Linked DNA regions of Sus scrofa: regions 2 and 3 are each linked to region 1. A link is a contact called in public HiChIP or PLAC-seq data. All regions are on one chromosome and are shown on one strand. The core of a region is the stretch at or near the end of the contact, and the rest is flanking DNA. Distances in the headings are between cores, read along the strand shown. Region 1 holds the start of RAB11A (RAB11A, member RAS oncogene family). Region 2 holds the start of MAP2K1 (mitogen-activated protein kinase kinase 1). Region 3 holds the start of ZWILCH (protein zwilch homolog).

The links. HiChIP or PLAC-seq counts read pairs in DNA pulled down with a chosen protein or histone mark.
Region 2: an H3K27ac HiChIP or PLAC-seq map of alveolar macrophages shows a contact between it and region 1. The contact joins the promoter of MAP2K1 here to the promoter of RAB11A in region 1. A contact is called at or near these places in 1 of 5 promoter capture datasets (liver) and 1 of 2 datasets of contacts at active chromatin or transcription factors (alveolar macrophages).
Region 3: a contact with region 1 is called in an H3K27ac HiChIP or PLAC-seq map of alveolar macrophages. The contact joins the promoter of ZWILCH here to the promoter of RAB11A in region 1. A contact is called at or near these places in 1 of 47 Hi-C or Micro-C datasets (embryonic fibroblasts) and 1 of 2 datasets of contacts at active chromatin or transcription factors (alveolar macrophages).

What each region holds. Positions count from the first base shown.
Region 1 is chr1:163,855,848-163,860,292 of Sscrofa11.1, reverse strand. RAB11A (RAB11A, member RAS oncogene family) reads right to left here and starts at 2,039. Exons shown (of 5, transcript NM_001031788.1): 1 at 2,000-2,039. The coding sequence starts at 2,039. TRNAQ-CUG (a tRNA gene) reads left to right here and starts at 2,506; the gene lies at 2,506-2,577.
Region 2 is chr1:164,380,514-164,385,221 of Sscrofa11.1, reverse strand. MAP2K1 (mitogen-activated protein kinase kinase 1) reads right to left here and starts at 3,330. Exons shown (of 10, transcript NM_001143716.1): 1 at 2,852-3,330. The coding sequence starts at 2,931.
Region 3 is chr1:164,478,446-164,483,392 of Sscrofa11.1, reverse strand. ZWILCH (protein zwilch homolog) reads right to left here and starts at 1,608. Exons shown (of 19, transcript XM_021100319.1): 1 at 1,316-1,608. The coding sequence starts at 1,368. It overlaps RPL4 (60S ribosomal protein L4), which reads left to right and starts at 1,628. Exons shown (of 10, transcript XM_005659862.3): 1 at 1,628-1,917; 2 at 3,632-3,803; 3 at 3,984-4,090; 4 at 4,666-4,804. The coding sequence starts at 1,915.

The DNA of each region.
Region 1 (4,445 bases), core at 790-3,289:
AGCCAATCAAGGATAATTAGTGAACTTAGTGAAAAAAATAACTGGCTTCTATAACCAACATCCAAGTTCTAAACCAAACAGGAGAAATATTCTGATAGTTTATCTTGCTCTAAATTAATTACTTCAAAGCTAGCTAGCTAGCTGCCCGCTGTTCTTGTACCTTATTTAAAAAAAACAAATCTCCCTTTAATGACTAACACCGGTCTTCAGAGTCTCACTAAATATTTTCACCAGACCTCAGATGCCTTTAACCAATAGCATACAAATGAATCCATGTTCCCTTTCTGTATCTGTAAAAATGACTTTCCACTATGTGGGAGGTGGGGGTAGGAGTGCATAGTGAAGGTACTCACCCTATATAAAACTTGAGAAGACTAAGTGCTTATAAAGGTATATCATCAGCTATAATGCCAAGATTCGCAAAGTACTGGTAAAGCAATGTTTCTCGCTTTGTTTAGTCAACCATTCTCAGCACCCAGTGGCAAAGTCAGACACAGTCACCAAGCTTAACATTCTTTTTTAACTCCACCCTCCACTGTAAAGCTTTAATAGCAATGGCTTCTTCCTCCCTGGTAATGATCTTTGTTCAGCATACTACTGATGGCTGCCCTCCTAATTCAGGAGCAGAGAAAGAGCATCAGAGAGAGCGCATTCACTGAACAAAAAAAGCATTTACTGTACTTTTCTCTCTGAAAACTGTACCTTTTATCTTTGTTGATTAAAAAAAAAAACAAACTATTTGGATTCTTTCTGGACTAGCCAATAAGCAATTTTTCTTCACTCCACCCTCCAATGTTTTGTCCAAGGGCACTACATGTTTCCCTATCTTATAAAAAATATTTAATTTGACCAAAGAGCACACAACTTCGCCATGCGCCCCCCTCCCAACTCCCATATTTTGGCAAAGGTATGTGACCAACTAGGACTCTTCCCTTCCTGTTCTAAAAACACCAAAAGGTTGGATCCTCCCAGTGTTGCAGCAGGAAGCAACCAGTCCATAGCGATAAAGCAAGCTAGTATTTGTGCAGCGCACAACCTTTCCTGCTCAGGAACTGGGCCTTCAGGTCTGGCAAGGATAACAGCCGCCACCCATCCGCAACCCCTTGTCGGGAGCAGTGTTAAGAGTTATCCTGGGCTGGTTGCCGCTGGGTAGGGAGGGTAGGAGAAAAAAAGGATGGGTGCAAGTCACATCGGTCTGCCGGTCACTGCGACAAGTACGCGCGTGGGTGATGGGACCATCCCTCTTGCCCTAACCCCCACCACCACCACCACCACCCTCAGGGTCGCACAGGAGACACGGGAGAGCTCCTAAACTAAACTATGTGGGGAGAGGAGGCAGAAAAAGAGTTACCAACCACGGGGGCTGTGCGCGAAGGTTACGGACCTCGAGAGCTGTGGGGCGGGTGGGGGTGGGGCCGCTGGCCCGTTTGGGTTTTAACCAGGGCCTGGCCAAGGAGATGGGAGAACCGGACTAGGAGAGGCGTCTGGCCGTGGGGAGGGGCGTGAGGAGACGCAGAGGAGAGGCTTGCCCAAGGGGAAAGGGAGGTTGATAAGAAAAAGACCTGTAGTGGAAGTGTGCGCCGAAGGAAAGGTGTGGGAGCAAAGAGAAAGGCCTGTCAGAGGGGCTCGGGATGTCTGCTGAGGGGGCGCCCAACCCGAAAAGATGGAAGGTGGGAGGGGCTCCCCTTTGAAGAGGCCGTGGAACCCGGGAAATAAGGAAGGCGATGTGGGAGAAGGCAGTCAGCAGCGAGAAGGGGGCACGGTAGGGACGCTGAGGCTTCCTAAGGCCTCCGGGGAGGTCGCTAAGAGCCAGTGTGGAGCCTAAGTGAGGGGGAAAAAAAGGGACTGAGCTGCGAGACGGCAAAACGAACCGCACTGAGAGGAAGGGCTGAGGAAGGCCAATCTCAGAGCCGGGGCAGCCCGCCGGGCGGGTCCCCCGGGAGTGTCCCAGGCCCCCGAACCGGGACTCGGGGGCCTGTCCGAGAGCCCACAGCCTCACCTTTGAAGAGGTAGTCGTACTCGTCGTCGCGGGTGCCCATGGCCAGGCGGAGGAGCGAAGGGGCGGGAGCAGTAGAGAGACCGGTGGGACCAGGGGGCGTCGCTGCAGGGGTAACCCAAGCGCCGAGCTTCAGCTGCCGGACCGGGTGAAGAACCCCTCCCTGCCGCTACGCCACTTCCGGCAGGCCCCAGCCCCTAAGGGGAAGTACTTCCGGGGAGGCAGTACTCCGCCCCTGAATCCAAGAAGGCGGTAGGCGTGAACCTCGTGGGTCTCAAGTTCTGAGCCACTCCAGAAGGTTCCGAGGAGCTACTGAGCCCCGGCCTGTCGACTGACCGCACTCCCAGCTGCTGCTCACCACACTTCCTGGTCTCCTTTATTCCGCGGGCCGCCAGGCGGAGAAGCCGGGCGCTGGAGAGCACTGCAACACTGATTCCTTTGGTGGAACTGTGGATGGGGGCGGGGTTATCTAAGGATTAGAGAGCCGAAGGCGGCCTCTTGAGCGTGTCGGTTCCATGGTGTAATGGTTAGCACTCTGGACTCTGAATCCAGCGATCCGAGTTCAAATCTCGGTGGAACCTAGGACACTTTTTCCTAGCTATGTTTTTATAATTCATTTACTTATTCACTAGGTGATCGAGGTACAACCATGGTATATCTGTCCTTGAACTAAGTAGAGAGGAAATGACACATGTCTTTGCCTGGGAAAACTTCATATAGTTCCCTCTTAAGTTCTGTGCTGTCACCTAGGTGCTTTCTAAGTAGCCTCTGCGCTTCATTTTTTTAAAATGGGCCTTTGGACTTAAACCTGAATTCCAAAGCTTCCGTGACACCTGATTCCTTTTGCTAGAATCAGAATTCCTTTTGCTAGAATTCCATTTCTCCAGGAATTTCTCAAACCATCTCCAGATGTCATTCAAAGAACCTCGCCCACCCTCCTCCTCAAAATTCATCAAGAACTTCTTGCACCCTATTTGTCATCCCCTAAGCTAAACCTAGTTACATAATTATTTCATTTAACACACAGAGCAAAGGATGGCAATTAACATTTTAGCGGAAATGTGGATGGGGAGCCTCAAGAGATTACCGAAGACCACACAGCAGTACCTCCCTGTATTTTAAGAGAGTTTGTTAGGCTAAAAAGTTTTTCCCCTTTATTGTCAAACCCCACTACCACCTATATGCAATTTAGACTTTGGGGCAAGGGTACCTGTAGTAAGCTGAATAATGGTGCCCCAAAGATGTTCACTTCTCAGTCCCAAGGAACTGTGAATATGTTAGGTTACATGGCAAAGGGGAATTGCGTTCGCAGATGGACTTAAGGTTGCAAATCAACTGACTATAAAATAGGGAGATTATAAAAATCATTAATAAATACATATTAAAAGAAATAAAATAGGGAGATTAGCATGGATTCTTCAGGTGCGCCAAATGTCCTCTCGAGTGTTCTTAAAAGTAGGGTAGACAGAGGAGGTCAGTGATGTCATGTGAGAAGGCCTCAACCAGCCCATGTGGCTTTGAACATGGAGAAAGGGGGCCAGGAGCCTAGGAACATAGAAGCTTATTATAGAAGATGGAAAAGGCAAGGAAATTGATTCTTCCCTAAGGCCCCCCAGAAAAGAACACAGCCCTGCTGACATCTTGATTTTAGCCCAGTGAGACTCATGTCAGACTTTTGACCTACAGAATTACAAAATAATAAATGTGTGTTGCTTTAAGTCGCTAAGTTTGTGGTAATTTGTTTCAGCAGCAATAGAAAACTAATACAGTGCCATTTTCGATGCTTTCTGTGACAGTATAAAGCAACAGAAGGTTTACCTAAGGCCTAGATACTGCCTTGAGCATTATCCATGTTAGAGGAGAACAAAATTACTCAAACAGCTAAACATTATGTGTACTACAGATCACTTATGACACTCCTAGCACAACTCAGGTAGATAGTCAGGATGGATGCAAGAAAAGGGGGAGTATCAGTTACCAGACAGGCCTGAAGGAGAGTTCTGGCAACATGCCACAGTTCAGAGGGGCTGAGATAATTAGGAAGAACTCCCTGGAAGAAGAGGAACTAGCATTGACCCCTGAAGAAAGTAAGGAAACTTATGTGGGGAAATGGAGGAAATTAGATGATAAGAGCATGTTGAGCAAGGCCATTCATGCTCGAGGAAGAATTATGAACTTTTTCCCTTAAGTCATTGTTTCTCAATGGTGTGTCCTGAGAAGGTCAATAGTATTCCTCAAAAGAAGGAACTGCATGTTTCAATAAATTGAGAAGCACTGTACATGGTTTTCCCTACCTTAGAAGGTCCCCTAGCACACTGGTATTTTAAAGTCTAAATATGCCACTCTGAAGACAAAAAATTTTAACTGTGCTGAACTTAGCACTTCCTAGATTCACCTGTGAACAAAAAAAGAGCAAAGACTATTGTTCACCATCCAGTGATATAAGGGT
Region 2 (4,708 bases), core at 2,081-4,580, 520 kb before region 1:
ATATAACCCAGCGCTAGCTGAACCGGGTAAGCGCTATGTTAGAGACCAGTCCCACAGAACCACAGAGAAGCAACCTTGCCAATCTGGTACCAAGAGCTCTTTAATGTCAATGGATTTTTTTTCCTTTATTTACACTATATGATAATGTTCAAAACTATGCCCTGGTCTAATCACAGAAATCATGAGTAAATCATCTTTGCTTTTTGAAAAAGGTGAAAGATGTAGATATGTACAGCTTCCCCCCCACAAGTGGTCAGAAAACTTAGGGGAACAGTGCCTATTTGTCCCTGACAGCCCACACAAAGATACACAGCAATGAGTCATGGAGGAAGATGCAGATGGCACAGAAAACTGAACAAAGGAGAGTCATTTATCCAGAAGTTAATCACCTTAACACCACCATGACTAGAAATTACCTTCTGGTTTCCTTCAGCCTTCTCAATATTTAGCCAGTAATAAAGGTACCAACAACTAACATTCATGGAAGGTTTATTATTATTAGCTCATTTAATCTCACAACTATGGAGTTCCTGTCCTGCCTCAGTGGTAATGAACCCAATTAGTATCCATGAGGACACGGGTTCGATCCCTGGTCTCGCTCAGCGGGTTAAGGATCCGGCATTGCCGTGAGCTGCAGTGTAGGTCGCAGATGTGGCTCGGATCCCGAGGTGCTGTGGTGCAGGCCAACAGCTATAGCTCCAACTGGACCCCCAGCCTGGGAACATCCACATGCCATAAGTTTGGCCCTAAAAAGACAAAAAAAAAAAAAAAAAAAAAAAAAAAACCTTGACAACTACTCTAAATAGGTTCTATAATCAGACCCATTTTCACAGATGAAGAAACTAAACCTAAGCCTTAGAGAGACTAAGAGACTTGTCCCAGGTCACAAAACCCCAAGTAATAGAGCCCAGTTTCAAACTTAGCCTGACCCCAGAGCCCAACCTCTAACCACTGTTTAGAATCTCTCAGTCCCACCCAAACTCCAGGGTAGTTTCTTCTTTTCCTCCCTATACTGTTTTCTTATAATGAAACTCCTTCCCTTTGCAAGAACACAGCAATGGTGTCACAATTAACAACAGAATGACCATAGGTATTTCCACTTCGTACCCTCCTCCAAATCAAAAGGGAGCAGGATGATCAGGCCACGACATTCAGTGAGAATCAACCTTGGTCAAAACTTGTCCTGGCCTAAAAAAAAAAAAAAAAACCAAAAAACCAAAAAAACAAAAAAAAAAAGGAGTTCCCGTCGTGGCGCAGTGGTTAACGAATCCGACTAGGAACCATGAGGTTGCGGGTTCGGTCCCTGCCCTTGCTCAGTAGGTTAATGATCCGGCATTGCCATGAGCTGTGGTGTAGGTTGCAGACGCGGCTCGGATCCCGAGTTGCTGTGGCTCCGGCATAGGCTGGCGGCTGCAGCTCCGATTCGACCCCTAGCCTGGGAAACTCCATATGCCACGGGAGCGGCCCAAGAAATAGCAAAAAGACCAAAAAAAAAACCAAAAAAACAAAAAAAAAACTTGTCCTGGCCTGCCCTGTCCTGGAGGCCTTTCACACTATTTTAAGGGGATAAAACTCTGTACACTAAAATTGAATGTTTGCAAAGTAATCCACAGACCTGTACAAGTTAATATCATGCAAAACAGACACTACAATAGTGAAAGGAGTTTGTTGAGAACATGTCTGAGGAATGCAGTTGAGCTCCCACCACAGGTCTGTCCACCACTGGCCCTGTGGTCATCATAAGGACAGAAAGAGTCACCAAGTCCCCAGGCTATTAAAATCTAGAGAGACAAAGGAAGGTTACAGAAATCACCAAAGGGCAGAAGGTTCAGGCCTAATCTATTCATTTTATTAGTTAGCTTTCTCAGTCTTCAGTCTGCAGGTAAGAGATTAAGAACTAAATCTTTTCTGGTATTTCTCCAGCTCACCAAGTCTTTCTTCCTCATACAATCCTGTCCCTTACCCAGGACGAAAAGCAGATGTAGGAACTTGGAAACAGCAATGAAACAGTTTCATCACTGTCTAATGAAATAAAGTGCTGGTTTGTGGGCAACACTGGAAGCTGCAGAAATGGAGCACCTTATGTGTGATTTCCAAGGCCAAGGTGTCAGGCCTCAGGTCAGAAATTTAGGGATCATGGTCAAATAAAAAACCCCAGGAGACACTAATGAAAAGCGATTTGATGAATGAGTGAATGAATGGTCAGAAGAAGAAAAAGAAAAGCCGCTCCCTTAGAGACAAGAGGGTTTCCAGGAAGGCCAAGGAATGGGAGCCCCCAAAGTCGACAAGGGAGAAGCCACGGGAATATCAGTGTACACACGCCCCCCCCCCCCCCCGGGCCAGGCGGTAGCCGCAGCGAGGCAATCCTAGGCCACAGGTGTCAGGTAAGAAGGTGAGGGCTGCTAGCCGGTCCCAACTCCACACTCTACAAACTGAGCTGGTCTCAAAGACGCAGATGTGATCTTAATTACTCCAAGACATCTGCTCCCTTCTCCTCGTTACAGGCCAAAATCCCGGAGGATCTGGGGAAAACAGCTGGGGACGGGCGGGCAATGAACCAGTTTTTAATCTTTAAGGGAGAAGAGGAAAATGATCAGAAGTCAGGGATGACTGAAAGGGTCGGGAAAGGGGTGGGGATGGGCGGGGGGGGGGGGAGATCGACACTCCTTGGGTCCACTGACCGGTCTGAATCAGGAGCACAATCAGTGCTTAGTCACCTCGGCGGCGGGGAGTTCCTCGAGCCCGACAGCCCGAGACGTACGTGACGACTCGAGAGGAGCCCCGCGCGCCGCACGCACCCGACTCCGCTCTTGCGCCCCGGCCCGGGCCACCTCAGCACCCCCAGACTTACTCCGCCGAGCTGGTCCCGTTAACCGCGGAGCCGTCGGGGGCCGGGTTCAGCTGGATGGGCGTCGGCTTCTTCTTGGGCATTTTGGACCGAGCGAAAGCGCTTCCAACTCCGCGGGGAGGGCGGCCCCTCTTGTTTCCTCCCTCTGAGCTGCCCGGCGCCCGGCGCGCGGGACCAAGTCAGGGCCACCGGCCCGGGGCTGCCTTCGGGGGGCGCGCTCCGCGCGGTCCTGTCGGCACCGAGGGGGCCGGTGGCGGTCTCGGGAGACCCCCCGCCTTACTCTCTTGGTGCACAGCAAACCGAAGGGCTTCCCCGCCGGCGCAGCTCCGCAGCCCGGGATTCCCTCCGACTCTACTGCAGTCAACCGGTCCCTCCCGCTCGAGGGGCGCCGCGGCGCGCGCACTACAGCCTTGTCCAGCTACAGCCGGGGAAAGTGCGCCGCCGCTACCGCCGCGTTCCAAGCGGGTCCGCGCAGCCGTCCCAGAGAGGGACTGGAGGGCGGGGGAGGGGCGGGGAAGGGGGAAGCCTCACCTCCCCACCCAGGAGGCTGCGTTTTCCACACACCCACTCGGCTCCGCCCCTATTACCTAGCCGACAGCCAATAGGAGCACTCCTCGGCAGCAGATGACGCGGAAATACGTCACGGGGGCGCGGCGCGTTAACCTGGGGGAGGGGTCCGGTGGTGGTTCAGCCGCGCCCTCTGCTGCCCAGAGGCACGCAGGTGGACCCATGGAGAAAAGAGGTCGTGAATCCTGGTTCCCACAGCTAGCAGAGAGGGGAGCTTGACCTGGTTGGTAGCGACACAGTCTCCTGCTCTGCGGTGATTATAGACCCCAGGCCGAGTCACGTTGACAGAGCTGAAGTAATAAAATGAATAAAGGAAAAGACCCGATTTTTGTTTCTAGAGGCAGCGTCGGAAATAGTCAATTTGTCTAGAGACTCCTTGCGCACAACAAACTGGCAAATAGATATACAGATACATATAAAACGGTAATACTACTAATCTGTTAACGAAGGTACAGGGAGATGGGTATTCAGTGGTGATGAGACTGTAAATTGGGGCAACCTTTTCTGAGAGCATGTTGGGAATATATTTTTAAAGTTTTAAAAACAAAAAAAGCTTTTTCAACCAAGATTTCCAGTTCTATAAAACTGAGGAAATAAGATATCAATAAAAAGCTTAAGATCAAAGGTGATTCAAATGACTGAAAGTACACATTGAATCCATCTCTTCCCCTTCGCCTTTCCTAAAGTTCTAAAAGCATTAGGTGTGCAAAACAATGCAAGCATCTGCACCTAGTGGCTCAGAGAAGCGTGTCAGCTGTTTGCAGTATATAGAGAATAAGGTTTCCTTTTCATTTTGTAGACTATTTGAAGTTTTATTATTGTTATTATTATTATATATAGCATATTCAATTTTAAACATTTTAAAAAATTGTTAAGATTAATATGAGAATGTAGGAGTTCCCTCTGTGACACAGTGGGTTAAGAAGCTGGATTTGATCCCCCGCCTGGTGCAGTGGGTTAAAGGATCCAGTGTTGCCACAGCTGTTTCATAGGTTAAAGGTGCAGCTCAAATTCAATCCCTGGCCAGAGAACTTCCATATGCCACCAGTGCAGCCATTTAAAAGATAAAAAAAAAAAAAAAAAGATGAGAATGTAAAATAGTGCAGATAATTGGAAAAATAGTCTGGCAGATCCTCAAACAGTTAAATATAGTTACAGCATGCCCCAGCAGTTCCACTCCTATGTGCTCAAGAGAAATGAAAAAATATATATCCATACAAAATTTGTACACAACTGTTTATGCAAACGTTATGGCAGCCTTAGTTATAACAGCCAAAAAGTGGAAACAGCCTT
Region 3 (4,947 bases), core at 359-2,858, 620 kb before region 1:
ATCCTATCTAAAAAACAAACAAACAAACGGAAACAAGAACATGGCCAAGAAGAGCAGACTTGGAGTTCACAAAGGGGAAAGGGAAGGGAGTGGGATGGATGGGCATTTTGGGGGGTTTTTTGGATGCAAACTGTTATATTTGGAATGGATGGGCAATGGGATCCTACTGTACAGCACAGGGAACTGTGTGTGATTGGGTCATTTTGTTGTACAACAGAACTTGACAAAACATTGTAAATCAACTATACTTTAATAATAACAAAAGAAAAAATAAAGGAAAAAGAGTGGAAAAAAAGATACCATTTTTTATTTGATGTACTCTATGACTCACTGAAATAAAAAGTACACCTGTGACTGCCTCACTTTGACTTTTTTTTTTAGGGCCGCACCCGTGGCATATGGAGGTTCCCAGGCTAAGGGCTGAACCGGAGCTGTAGCCGTCGGCTTACACCACAGCTAAAAAAGCTACAGCTCTTTCTATAATGTTGAAAAAAATCGACAAGCACTACCACTTCTGTAAGCAGTAAAAAAAAAGCAATAAACAATGAAAAAGTATGGCACTTAGAAAATAAGGGGTTAGATTACAGCAAAAACGCAAATTCTTTACAGATCCCACCCAGACTTACTAAATCAGAAACCCTAAAAGTAGGCCCAGCAATCTGTTTTGGCAACCCGCCAGGTGATTCTGACACAAGCTCAAATTTGAGAACTACCGGACTAGATTTTTACTTTGGATGTAGACAGAACTGGATGGAATCTCCTTTGGTACTGGTACTTCACTCTAAAAATAAAATGAGGTCTTCGAGCACTGTGAAATAAAGATGCTTTAAAGGGCCGACACACGATCACTATAGCATTCTAGCTGTTGTTCCTTTCATAATTTCTATCCTGAATAGACTATAACAACACGTTTCACACTAGCAAGGCTTTAAAGAGATGAAGGATATCAACATCTAGTGCTCCATATCCTGACAGGTGCCTCTAACACCACGAGTGTGTGTGTTTATCAGAATAACTCGCCTCTTGGAAAACCTGTCACCTTCCACCTCGAGTGACAGCGTACAGATGTTTTTTTTTTAAAACAAGACTACAAGCAAGCCCCACAGGGCCAATCCCCACAATGGAGCAGATAACAAACCTCTCCTCAGCTCCCAGACCCCAGGAAAGCTGACTAGGCGGCAACATTCGCGCCGCTGGAAACAGGCGAGGCGTTAATCCCCAAGGCTGCGTCTAGAGGATTGGGGGGAGAAATGAGATACCCCGAGGAAGAGGTGCTGTGCTCAGAGCCAAGCCAAAAGCAAGGGTTATAACTCACTTCAGGAGAAGAGCGTAAAACTCTTCAGCAGCTTGGTTCATTCGCAACCACATCTTGCACCCGTCGCACTGCCGAACCGGAACCGCCAATCTGAAATACGCGCCCGACGCTGACGTCCGGGGTCATGACCCCCCCTCCAGAACTACTTTTACCCCACCCCCAAAAGCTCTCGTTTGTTCACAAAGTTAAACTTTTGTTTTATAACACACCGCGGCTTTTCCTGTCCCAATAGTTTTCCATTCCCGTAAGAAAAAGTTAAAATAAGTTTTAGCGGTTTCGGGGAAAAAGATACTGATCTCGCGAGAATTGGCCACGCCCCCTTGTGGATTACTCCGCGAAAAAGAGTCCCTCGGTTGTAAGAGCTCTTTTGGCTTTGAAAATTAATAGAAACCGCAATTTGACACCTATTCAGAAATAATACTCTACTTTTTTATTTATGTAGAGTCGTAGAGAGATATTTTGTGTCCCTGAATCGGTTCTGAGACGGGGCAAGGTGGGGGACGAGTTGAAGATTACATATAGAGTGAGAGTGCTAAGCACTTCCTTTTCCTGTGGGAGCCGCCGGGTTGAGAGGAGCGTGGCCTTCTCCTCTCCCCACCATGGTGAGTGGAGTTCTTCTCGGTTGGGCTTATTTTCTGCTCAATGGGCCTGGCAGGAATGGGTTTGGGGTTTCAGGGCATGAGGTCTTCAAGGCGGGAACAAATGATGGGGGCTAAAGTCGTCTGTTTGCGGCTGGGACCTGGGTAGCGCGGCTCTATGGCAGCCATCTTAGAGGCAACGTGTGCGAGTCGGCGCCCGGCGCGCCTGGAAGCGACTCCGGAGAATCCTCCCCAGATAGTTCTCGGGCGCAGAGGGACCTTTGGAATCCGATCTTTCCTTCGATCTTAGAAGGCATTGGTTCCGCTGAAGACTTGGAAATTCTCGGGGCCTAAAACAGTCTGGGTGAAAGAGTTAGTTTGGGTCCTTGTATCTCCGTGAGCTGTTAAGCAAGGAACATTTATCTCTTTTGAGAAATTTCCTTAAGAAAAATATTTTGTTTCACTGCCTAGATTGGCTAGCTCTTGTGGCATTTAGTAAATTGAGCCTAGTTTATTCATGGTAAGGGTCTTAAAATGTTTATGCTCAATATAAAGGATGGTTTGATACTAGGTTTTCCTTGCAATGATGGCGTAATTTGCGTCTTACTCTGTTCTCAGCGACAGTTGCCTGCTGTCAGTAAGCTGGTTCAGAAGGGTGACGAAAATTCTACTGAGCAAGGCATAATCTGTTCTTAATTACTAAAGTTTGAGAAATGAGATTCTTAACTCGGAAAATAGATGTGTCGTGGGGGCCTCATGTTTGCGCCAACCAAGATCTGGCGATGTTAGTACCGCAGAGTGAATTAATTGTGTGTCAGCTTAAGATCTGCCTCTGAAAGCGTTCTGGTCCTTTTGGCTTAGAAGTTGCATTTCCACAAATACAGTCTGCATGCACCATGTGTCCTGGGGAGTTGAGTGAACAAAACAGTCAGAAAGCACTATCCTTATGATGCATCCGTTGTAATTGAGTTGGACAAAATGGATTGTAATGTTTGGTGGCATTAAATGATGTAATCATAGGCAATGAGAGAGGAGGCAGTAGTTGGGCTTCAGTGATCTGAGAAACCTTCAAAGTGGCCTGAAGTGTAGGTATGGGGGAGGGTATCTTTAAGAAGACTTGTTAACTCTGAGGCAGGAGGGGGATATCTCTGAGGTAGGTCTGAGTATCTGGAAGAGAGTATGGGAGTTGAGGTTAACAGGTGGCTGGTGTGGGTCATCCTCAGAGTCTTAGTTAACTTTGAGGGAGTAAGTCCTTGGAGAAGATTATGTAAAAAGTAACATGACTGGCGTTTTTACTAGTAAGTTTTGGAAGATGTTTTTGGAATGGGATGAAGGAAGCAAGGATGGATATTTGGAATAGAGCTCTGTTAGATCAAATTTGCTTATATTTGGGATGAACAAATTTGAATGGTGGCATTAAACTGCATTTTCAAACCTTGTGATGTATGATTTTGATGAGTTTGCTTTCTAAGGCCTGGTTTGGAAGTTTTAATATAAAGCATTCTCTTTGAAAACAGTGAAATTTCTGTGGCAGAACTTAAGAATCTAAGTGTCCTTCAAATGTATATTGATGTTAATAGACCTGATGGTGTGTTAGTAACTTAGCCTCTGTTTTTGGTTTTAGCATTACTTCCTAGTCAAACTCCAGTCTCTTCTGTAACAGTAGTTAATGCTTTTGTTGACATGTGAGAAGAGTGCCTCTGTTGCTTGTCAATATAAATATTTTCCTTTTTCTCAGGCGTGTGCTCGTCCACTGATATCAGTGTACTCAGAAAAAGGGGAGTCATCTGGCAAAAATGTCACTTTGCCTGCTGTGTTCAAGGCTCCCATTCGACCAGACATCGTGAACTTTGTTCACACCAACCTGCGCAAAAACAACAGACAGCCATATGCTGTCAGTGAATTAGCAGGTATGGATTTAGGGGTTTCATGGGTTGGTATTTTAAAACAGCAATGATGAAATTCCACTCCGTTGGTCCGTGTTTCTGAACCACATGATTTTCCTGGATGTTCTGATGCTGTTTGCTAATAGCATAGTCATAGACTAGTGTGGTTGGGTAGCTGAAACTTGTGTTTCTTCACAATTTCAGGTCATCAAACCAGTGCTGAGTCTTGGGGTACTGGCAGAGCTGTGGCTCGAATTCCCAGGGTTCGAGGTGGTGGGACTCACCGTTCTGGCCAGGGTGCTTTTGGAAATGTATCCTTTGTTTCACTACCTAGACTGGTCAGCTCTTGTGGCATTTAGCAGCCTGGACCTGCTTTATTCATGTTAGTGGTTTAAAAATATGTTCAAGGAGTTCCCGTCGTGGCGCAGTGGTTAACGAATCCGACTGGGAACCATGAGGTTGCAGGTTTGATCCTTGCCCTTGTTCAGTGGGTTAACGATCCGGCGTTGACATGAGCTGTGGTGTAGGTCACAGACGTGGCTCGGATCCTGCGTTGCTGTGGCTCTGGTGTAGGCTGGCGGCCGCAGCTCCGATTGGACCCCTAGCCTGGGAACCTCCATATGCCGTGGGAGCGGCCCAAGAAATGGCAAAAAGATTTTTTTAAAAAATGTCCAAAATATTGAAGAGTCCAGGTTAACGATAACAGATGCAACATTATGTTTTGCTTGCAATGATGTCGTAATTTGCGCCTTACTCTGTTCTCAGCGACAGTTGCCTGCTGTCAGTAAGCTGGTTCAGAAGGGTGACGAAAACTCCTACTGAGCAAGGCATAACCTGTTCTTAATTGCTAAAATTTGAGAAATGTAATTCTTAACTGGGAACATAGATGTGTCGTGGGGGCCGCATGTTTGCGCCAACCAAGACCTGGCGACGTTGGCATCGCAGAGTGAACACAACACAGAAGCGATATGCCATCTGCTCTGCACTGGCTGCCTCAGCCTTACCAGCGCTGGTCATGTCTAAAGGTTTGTGATATTTTATTTTCTATGAGTTGTATGAAATGCTCCTTTTTTCCTTCACCTGAAAGTTTTCATTGGTGTTGATACCTTGTATAAATTCTCTTCATCTTAGAGGGCCTGGCTAAATTTCCCTCTGCTAAATACTAGTT